Regions from separate parts of the Capsicum annuum genome. Here region 2 is linked to region 1. A link is a contact called in public Hi-C data. All regions are on one chromosome and are shown on one strand. The core of a region is the stretch at or near the end of the contact, and the rest is flanking DNA. Distances in the headings are between cores, read along the strand shown. Region 1 has its middle 120 kb from the start of LOC107845217. Region 2 holds the start of LOC107845447 (digalactosyldiacylglycerol synthase 2, chloroplastic).

Region 1 (5,047 bases), core at 1,799-4,298:
AAACCAAAAGTCTACCTTGCCTAAAATCGATATTCCAAAACTGTTGACGCAGTTCATTCGGCCATCCGTTGCACGGATCAAAATATATACATATAAGTCCAAAATAAGGCTCTCAAAGTAATCAAAAACCACAATATTGCATAAATGATATCAAAATGCATAGAAAATTATGTCAATCACTTCTACACCCCAAAAATATCATAATGCAACTACAGAATGAGATAAAATAATTAAATCATATAAAATCATAAATTTCACATATTTCATCAAATTTTTAAATCGTTATAATTTATAATATTGGAAATAGGACTTCAGAAGAAGCTGCTGAAGGCCCAGTATATCTGGCTCTTACGTCTGAAGGTGGGCCTTCTGGCCAGTTTTTTTACCAGAAGAACATTCAAATACCATTCTTAAAAGGAAAACAATTTTTCAAATTTAAGTGTTTTTGAGCTACTTAGATAAACATGACATGAACTTGTAATCTTTTATTTTAATTTTAAACATTTATGGATTTAATTACCACAATCTAAAATTAATATATAATAATATTTATGGTCACATCTGGGAATACCCCCCCTACTCCCCTTCAACATACACCAAGAGAATCAATTTCAGCTTTTTAAGACCTTTTAACTGTACAGGAAATTCTTGAACTTGTTTTGTTGTGGTAATAAATGTGCGTTTGGTATGGAGGTAAATATCTTTTGAATTTCTTTTTCCTATTTTTTTTATGTTTAGTTGATCAAAACTTTTAGAAAATGTTTTTCTTTAGGAAAATAAGTTCCTTAAAAATAAAAAAAATGACTTTTTTTTAATGAAAATAGAAAAAATAAGTTCTACAAGTGATATTTTATATTTATTGTATCCTCTCACCTACTCAATGCCACCCAACTCCTACCCCTTCCTACCCCCGCCATCCCGATCGAGGCTTCACATCCACCCATCCCACATTTGTAATGTTTTGCTAGCTTATATATAAATATTTTTGAGATAATATTTTTTGCTTATTTAGTAGAAAGAATAGAAAATAATTTGCTTTTCAGAAAAATATTTACCACGGATTATAATTTCCTTCGTACCAAACACACCCTAAGAGCCCCTTTCTGTACCTATCCGAATTTTTAAGAAAAGGTATTTGTCACAGAATAATGTTATCGATAAATATATTTGGCACAAATTCACCATTTTTGTGGCATTTTCGTAATTTAGGGCGCGTGCCCAACAAATCCTCAACTTTCGCTACCCAACATACCATCCGAAGTTTAAAACTACCTCTTGAAACACAAATCACTACCTGATTTCCCTCAACCTTGCCCAACAATTTCGCTGACACAGACAAACACAACTCTATCTAAGACTGCTCTAATGTTAGCTGTCCAATCCTACCACCATTCTTCTTTTCTTTCTTCCGTTACTTGTCCAATCCCAACGGCTCCTCAAGACTCTTACTTCTTTATATACTTTTCTTCTTCCATTGTTTTGTTCTTCCATTATTGTTCTTTTTGTCATAATTATTCATTGTCAAACAACAAAGCATTTTATACTCTTCTTTGTTTATTCTATATAGTCGGTGAATTTTCATCTAATGAAAAAGTATTTTTATGTCGTTTTTAAGGATAAAAAATAAGGGATATACCCTAGTTGGCTTAAATGTGCAAAAATGACAATGAAAGTGAGTGGAAGCATATACCAAAAATCTGAAATGTATGAAAAAGCTGTTGAAGCTTTACACGAATAGAATCTTTATCTTCCATTAAATGCATTGAAAAAACTGAAATTATCCAAGGAATCTTCTGGGAGAATCATCTAGTCATTCAGCAGCGGATGAAAACAAAATTTTTTAAGCTATTTTTTTGGTTGAAGTTGTAGTTGAAAAACTATTGAAAGACTAAAAATATTGTTGTTAATGTCGTTTCGTTTTGTTCATGAAATGTAACTTAGAATCGGGTCTTGTTTGAGCCTGATTTTAAATGATTGGCATATGAAATATATTTTTTGGCCTGAAATGTAACTAAGGATGAAGTCAATTTTTGCACCGTTTTTTTTTAAAATTGATAGATGAATAAGTAAAACTATAGTCCTCCCACATCGTTTATAAAAGCAGTTCCATATAAACAATGATTATGTCACAAAAAGAATTCATCACCTTTTAGTTAGTTTTTAACTTCTTTCCCGTGCAATTCACTATTTTCATGCATTTTGAGAAGTATTGACAATTTGATACAAATAATCTTATTTCTTTATCATTAACATTTTGAATGCTTTTATCCATTATTTCATTAATTAATTAAGGTATTTGTGAATTTAAAATTCTATTATATTTGTTAGAGAAAATGGTTTATTACCCCCAACATTTAATCAAAATTTCAACTATACAGTCAATCTTTAAAGGAGACCTATTACCCTCTAAGCCTTTTTTTACCAAATTTATTAACCCCCAATTACTGACCTGTCAACATAAACCAATTAATAACACATCCGTGTATTTTATGCACCTGGGCCCACGTCGATATTCTCATTTTCTTTACAAAAAATATCCCATCTCCATTCTCTTTCATCCTTTCATTTTCAAGAACTTTTCATCTTCTTCTCTCCTCTCTCTTCTCTCTTAACACCTCGTTTCATTTTTTTTTTGTTTTGGAGATTGTTGTTGTAATTTATTTTTTTGCTTGTGGATTTTCAAATAATCATCTCTACTTATACGTGGTAATTCAAGTTTTTAAGAATTTCTCTGATTTGAGATTGCTTTGCACTGAAATTAATTGCAAGAGTGTTAGTGAAAAGAGAAAACTTTTAGGTCTTGAAATTGATGAACAAGCTGAAAATAAGGTAAAATTATCAAGGCATTCAGATAGACAAACTGTTCTATGCTGATATTTAAAGATGTGAAATTGCAAATGAAGTGAGTGATATGCTTTTTTGAAGGTTTCTACAGGGAAGAAAATCATAAGATTTGGTCACAAGGAAACTTAATAGTTTCTTTGGGTAAAAGGATTTATGTTGGTCCATTGCTCACAAATCTTGATTCTGGAAATTTTCAAATTTGTGGAATTGCCAATGGAGCCAATAGGCTTAAGTGTTCCTTTTTCTTTCTTTCTTTTTTTTTTTTTTTTTTATAATTTCTCAACTATGAAAATTGATGTTGAATTTATGATTGTGAAAAAATTTGATGTTGATTTTAATAGGTGTTGATTTGATTGTTTCAATTTCAAGAAATGTGGATTTGAATGATGATTTATGATTTGAGATTGAAAATTCAATCGATGTAAAATTAAAAGATTTTAAGATTCCACAAAATGTGTATAGAGCATTGTTGGAAGTTTATGTGTTTTACACTTGCTTTATAATGACTAAAATGTCTCATTGAAGAAGATAAGTTTGGACTGTTGGGGACACACACTTTAATAAATTAGAGAAATTAGAAATTCTCAATTAGAAAAAGAAGAAAGAATTGAATAATATATAATATAATATTTATTATATTATTAAAAATAATGATGTGGCAACTAGAAAATAAAGAATTTAAAGTGAAAAGAGTCAACTAACGTGCCTATGGACGGTGTAGTCACGTCCATTGACAGGTCAGCAATTGAGAGTTAATAAATTCGATAAAAAAAAGTTCAGAGGAATAATAGGTTTCCTTTAAAAGTTGAGTGTGTAATTAAAATTTCGACTAAAGATTGAAGGTTAATAAACCATTTTCTCTATTTGTTACATCCAGTTATATATGATGAGTTACAAAAGAAAAGAAAGAAAAAAAGTCATCTTCATGACTCACAAATCACACCTCTTCATCTCATAACTTTTGTTTTTAATTAGTATTAATAATAATAATAAATAAAGATTTGGTAATTTGTTGATCAGTTTTTAATAAGCTGATTTATTAAACTTTTGTTAATTAGTTGAGTTGAGATCATTCTAATGAATTTTTTTTTAACAGCAACAAGTTGTCTTTTTTGTGATATTATTATGATAGTAAGCTAAGATATTTTACTAATACTTCATCTATATCATATTACTTGGCATATGAAGAGTTTAACATATCCCTATAACTAGTATTTTATTGTCCAACACTTCGAATTTTTTTTTTGAAAACATGAAAACTTTTTTTAGACATGGAAACTTGGAAAGTGTCCGATTATGTTCATTAAACACGGGCACTTTTTTTTAACAATTATTTTTAGCAAAAACGTCAAATAATATAAGATAAGAGAAAAAGTAAAATTAACACACACACTTAACCTTACTTCCAACATCAAATCAATTTAATTAGTTTCAAGATCCATGCTTAGTTTTCTAAACACTGTCCAACGTATGAACTTGAATTTTCAAAATTAAATATGATTAGTTTCAAGATCCATGCTTAGTTTTCTAAACACTGTCCAACGTATGAACTTGAATTTTCAAAATTAAGTGTTATTATATTTACCTTTTTTTGAAAATTTCTGCGCCTCTCATTCTTAGCTCTTCCTTTTTTTTTTTTTTTTTTTTTTTTTAAGATATAAAGAATAATTTTGGAACATATAACTGGTTGGTATTAAAGTGTGAAATTGATGGCATTGACAAAAACATTTTAAATTCATTTCAAGACTTGAATAAGAACTTAAGGTCATCAATAGATTTTGTTTGTAGAAACAGTTTTCGGTAAGTTAGTTTTTCTTAGTAATATATTTTGCATTTTGATTGAATATTGTGAGATCTAGTGTTTGTATAGAGGTAATAACAAGACGAATATTAACTAAAAACTAAAAAGAACATTAACTGATAATAGGATAACATCCATGCCACCGCTATAATGAAAATAAAAAAAATACTGGAATAAAACAACAATAACAAAAAAAAACCACCTAAGTAGCATCAACACTGCACCTATCACCAACATGGTTGTGTTACAATGAATGAGGTTGTTCGATCTTTAACCAAAGTTTGAGAATTTGATTCTGGGTATGAAGAAAATTCTGTTGGAAGCGCTATCCCGACCGGATCCTACCCAGTGCGAATCTGAATTAGTCGGGTTCTAATGCAGAAACCGACCACCGAACAGAAA
Region 2 (5,047 bases), core at 737-3,236, 220 kb before region 1:
GCACATCATTGAAGTGAAGCAGTGAGAAGAAGAAAGCGCAATAGTGGTAGTCGCCCAGTGAAGAAGAAGAAGTCGCTGCACTGGATTTCGAAGTTAACCTTAGAAAATTGCAGCAGAGGTAGTCACCACAGTAGACCCTTTTTTTAAATTTAAAATTGAACCTAAATATAAAATCAATATGAAGTGACTCTTTTTTAAATTTAATATTGACCCTAAAAATAAAATCAACATGATGCGCTCGCATCAGCCACGCACAGCGAGAGGGGTTCGCATCGCTTCGCATCATCACATTATGCGACGATGCGAGCACATTCCTGAACAATGGTTAAAAACATTATGAATAATAAATTCTTAAGAATAAAAAAGAAGATTGTGCAAAAGAAAGTTGGTAAAAAGGAGATACAAATGTTTGGTACCAAGCAGAGTTGTTCTATCAGCACTGACATACAAACAGAAATTGCCGTCAAATTTAAGGAACACGGTTAGTCTCACCTAAAATTTAAGGAACACGGTTAGTCTCACCTAAGTCATTCAAACTACTGCATGTTTTAGGTGAAAAGAAGAGCAAAGGCGGATCCACTATTTAAATTTGATGGGTTAAATTGTGCATGTTACGAAGCTTGGTGGATAATGGGTCCACCCCTTACCCCTCCCCACTTAAATATCAAGCTTTTGTTTTCAACAAGGTTTGAACCGATTTGCGACTAACCCCAAGTCACATGTTGCGCCCTTACCACCAGACCAAAACCCTGGTTGCCATTTTACTTTTGAAATTTAGGGTCATGGTTAATATTTGTTGAACTTTCAGTCATTTTTCACACATATATCTATGTTCCATGAAAGAAATAATTACGCACTCCATCCGCCTCTGACTAAGAGAGTGAAAATTACAAGCTCTAAACTTCCATGTCCACTTTTTCCTTTCCCCAAGTATAACTTTCTGCTGATATACTAAGAAATATCAAATACATGGCTGTAAAATGGTCTCCTCGGCATGTCTCGTGCACTTTCATAAGAAACATCTTGAATCCTAACAGTAATTGTTTGAACTTTCCAAATTGAAGAAAAGTAAGTTTCATAGTATAATACAATTGAAGAACTTCAAATAGAAATATGTCGGTATGAGAAAGTAAAGCACAATATACACTAACACCCATTTAAAGAAACTAAACACTATTTTCACTGTTCAAGGCGTGAAAACAGTCTCTTGCAGAAATGCTGGATAAGCCTGCCCTTCCACGGAAAACAGCCTCTTACATGGCTGGAGCTATAATGCACCACCCACCTTTTTAAAACACTCTCTTTTCTCCAAAGACAAAATACAAAGCTACACTAATTCTCATATTAAAGAAAAGCAAAATTCGTACCACAAAAGAATTGATGAAACCTCAAAACTTGAATCAAAACCATGTTATCATACCAAAAAATAAAGCCCTATGTACACAAAAACCCATTACAGAAGAAAACAAAAGGTTGTTGGTTATTATCAGACATAAACAAAAACCCATTTCAGCAAAGTCAAAAATTCAAAGTTGAACCAACATAAAAGAAAGTGACAGAAATAGAACACTATTAAAAAACAAACGCAGCCTACATGGAATTATTTCAACAACACCAAGAACAATTCTAAAAGAAGAATCTAAAAGGGTGTTTTATTTTACCTGAATTTTCTCCAACAACAAAGTTGAGGAATTCGCAGGGCAGGGAATTTTGTTGGTGGGGAACAAGAAATTAATTGAGGTGGAAATAGACGCATTACTATTATTATTGATTTGAGAGCTATGGAAGATGCGAATAATTAGGAGGAATATAGCAATTGGTAATAGTTTGGGAGTTTTATTGTCGGAATTAATATTTCACATAGAGGCACGCGCTTGGCACGTCAAATTGGAAGTTGCATTAGTTACAACTTACGAGACCGTTGTGAATGGAAATGCGAAGAGGGAACAGGGAGACACATGAGGCAAAAAATTTCATTCGGATTAATTAGATAAGAAGGATAATTCGAGTAGATATACAGAGGAGCATGAGTCTATGACCATACAATTAACTCTTCGATTCAACAATTTAGTAGACGTCTTAATAATGCCTATACGATATATAAACTCATAACTCTAAGCCTTAATAACTTCGAGAAAAACTCGTCATAATCCTAAGTCTTAACAACTCTGAGAAAAACTCGGAAGTCTTACTAATATTTAATTAGTTGCAAAACAACCGTTCAACTCTTGAATCAGACAACACTTATTTTCACAACCTTAATACTAAATTGCAAGCAACTAAATTCTGTTGAATCGATAAATTAAATTGTTTCATGAGTGAAATGGCTCAAACCACAACCCAACAAATTTAAAGTATTGATAGATCAAGATTTTGCTGTTGTTTTTAGTTTCTTAAGCGTTAAAAACTTGATGTTAGCTCATTATTATAAGTTACAACCTTACAGGTTTATGTGAGTGTTGACAATGAAGCAGTGCATTTTGAAACTAAAGAGAGTCTTAACTCCAATTTAGTTGGAATCCAAAAAATTCTTTTTCGGACGATTGAGATTTGAGGGGGCAAGCTTTGTTGCAAGTACGGAGCAATCGGTCACAAATAGCAAGCGAAATGGTAGCAAATAGACCACCACCCCAGTTGCAGTTTGTGATATGATAGTCCCACTTGCGAGTAATATAACATTCAATATTGTCAAATCGACAATTACTAAATGTATGAAAGCAGGAACCAACTACCATCTATTTCTTTTACTAATTTTTTGGAGAAAGTTTCGTTGGAAGTTAGAAGAGAGAAGGTACTATATATTCTTTTGGACAACTTTTAGAAATAGTCATTGTTGCAGTAAAAAAAAGGGCAACATAGCTATATTTTACAATCTTACCATACATAATGTATCAACTGTATGCAACTGATTGTATCAATATAAAATATATATACAGTGACTAATTACATGCACCAAACCGTAGCCTACCTTGTAACAGGGTGACCCGAGGCTACCCTCTAGTTGTGACACAGTGCTTAAAGCTAACCCATGATTTAGTACCTGCTGTGAGCACTGAATAAAATAATAATGAAACATCATGTGTAGAAGATAAATTGATAAAAGTTTGATAGGACGTAATACTGAAATATAAGTCAACATGTTTGAACACTGATAAAGCTGAAAGCTAGAATGACTGTCAGAAAACCTCTAAAAACATAAGGAGTTGATGGGACAAACTCCCAACTAATTCTAACTGTCTGAGATAAAGAAAGCACTGAAGAAAGACATCTTGTCCTCGATGAATGAGGACTCACCACTACTGCTGCTGAGAGGTACTGAGCTGTCTAAGGAAGATCAGGGACCTGAGCGTTAGAACCTATGTTATAGGACAACATAACTAAAAATAAGAGTATGTGATTAGTACTTTAAATGTACTGGTACATGAGGTAAGGACTAACTGAAATACATATGGAAACTGAACACAGATGCATGAACATGTAAAAATGAGAATGCAAGACCAAGTAAAGCATGTACTGAAATAATCTGTAAAACTAACTGACTGAGTAACTGGTAATCTGAATACTTGGTCAAGCAAACCCGACTTGATATAAATTGAGTACTGACTAAAACTGTGGGAGCTATCATGTAACCTATATGCCCTAATTTGAGCTAATCGGGGTCCAAACTGTAACTGCAGTTGGAAGGATGTCATTACCTTGCCACGAGTTCTAACACTGGCTGTGTGGATCCGCTAAACTGTCATCCTGAAGGACTAGGGAGTCACCCTCTACTGGAAGGTACCACTAAGAGAGTGTCAACCCTCAACTGACAGGAAGACCTCTCAAAACCTATGTTGGCTACGTAGTTCTGAAACTCAGGGATTGCCACTAAAGGTCACACCCTTTACTGGAAGGTGATCCCCCATCCCCGCTCAATGCTAAATCCTACTCCCAGCTGAATTGACATTGATTCTGACTAAGGTCAATTGGATATCACAACTGATGGTGCTCAACATGATCATAACAAACTGAGTATGATAATGAAATCATGATTTGACTGACTTATTACTTGAAAATATGAAACATGAGTAAATACATAGGTATTGGGTGTTCATAACCCACGAACACTAAATGACACCTTAAACACGATAACATTATTTAAAACACGGGAAGAAATTCATGATTCAGAGACCCAAAATATAATACATTTCCCTAAACTGATGAATTTCATGAATTTGAACATGGGGATGTGTTAAACTTGGGAGGACAACATGCTCACATGGTTTAATTCATAACTTGATAATTTGGCATGGTATTAACTGATCATGACACAGGTGGTTGGAACTCAAATCATATAAGAGCATAATTCACATAGGAAATCTTATTAGCATGGCTTGAATTTAAAACTACTAAGGAAACATGGATAAATTTCATAATTAATATTGATTTTGTTCATAAAAGAGGGTAAAATTCATTCTTGAACAAAATAAGATTTTGGGACTCAATAGGTAGAAGAAATCCATTGATGAATACCCCACATACCTTAATTAGTTGAATTCTTGGAGAAGAAGCTTGGAATTGGAATCTTGTATGCTAAAATCCTTGAGGAGAAACTTGAACTTTTGTTCTTGGGAAAGGAGAAGGGTTTTTACGTATGAAAACTGTGGGTAATGGGCAATTGATGCCCCTCTTGGGTTTTAATTCTTCATTTGGACGTTTAGGATAAGGAAAAAAGACCAAAATGTCCTTTGGATTTTTAATTAAGAAACCAGGAAAATACAACCTCCATGTATGAAGGTTATCGTGGAGGCTAACCTCCTTGTCACAGAGCTTATTGCGGAGGTCCAGCCTCCATGTCACAGAGGTTATCGCGGAGTCTAACATCCGTTACATGCCAATATCGCAGAGGCTTACTGCCTCTGAGGTCTAAAATCACCCTGAACCTCTTCCAAAAATTCTGAAATCCTCCTGAATAACCCTTTTAACATTTCTAAACATATTTCAACTCATAAATCGATGTTTCTAACTCAGAAAGGACAAAAATAAAATCCTTAATTCTTGGGGTCTT

Evidence for each region. Hi-C and Micro-C count contacts between places; a contact is called where the count stands out from the background.
Region 2: a contact with region 1 is called in a Hi-C map of bud, with 4 times the contacts expected there. The contact joins the promoter of LOC107845447 here to the enhancer-like site in region 1. A contact is called at or near these places in 2 of 5 Hi-C or Micro-C datasets (bud and placenta).

The regions. Positions count from the first base shown.
Region 1 is chr10:80,318,907-80,323,953 of UCD10Xv1.1, reverse strand. It overlaps the pseudogene LOC107844208. Among protein-coding and RNA genes, the nearest start is that of LOC107845217, 120 kb to the left of the region's middle. Within about 2 kb of position 3,048, at least 4 of the 5 cell types and tissues checked have an H3K27ac peak or open chromatin away from gene starts, as enhancers often do. A contact at or near this core is called in bud, where this site is marked.
Region 2 is chr10:80,541,309-80,546,355 of UCD10Xv1.1, reverse strand. It overlaps LOC107845447 (digalactosyldiacylglycerol synthase 2, chloroplastic), which reads right to left and starts at 1,986. Exons shown (of 4, transcript XM_016689779.2): 1 at 1,662-1,986.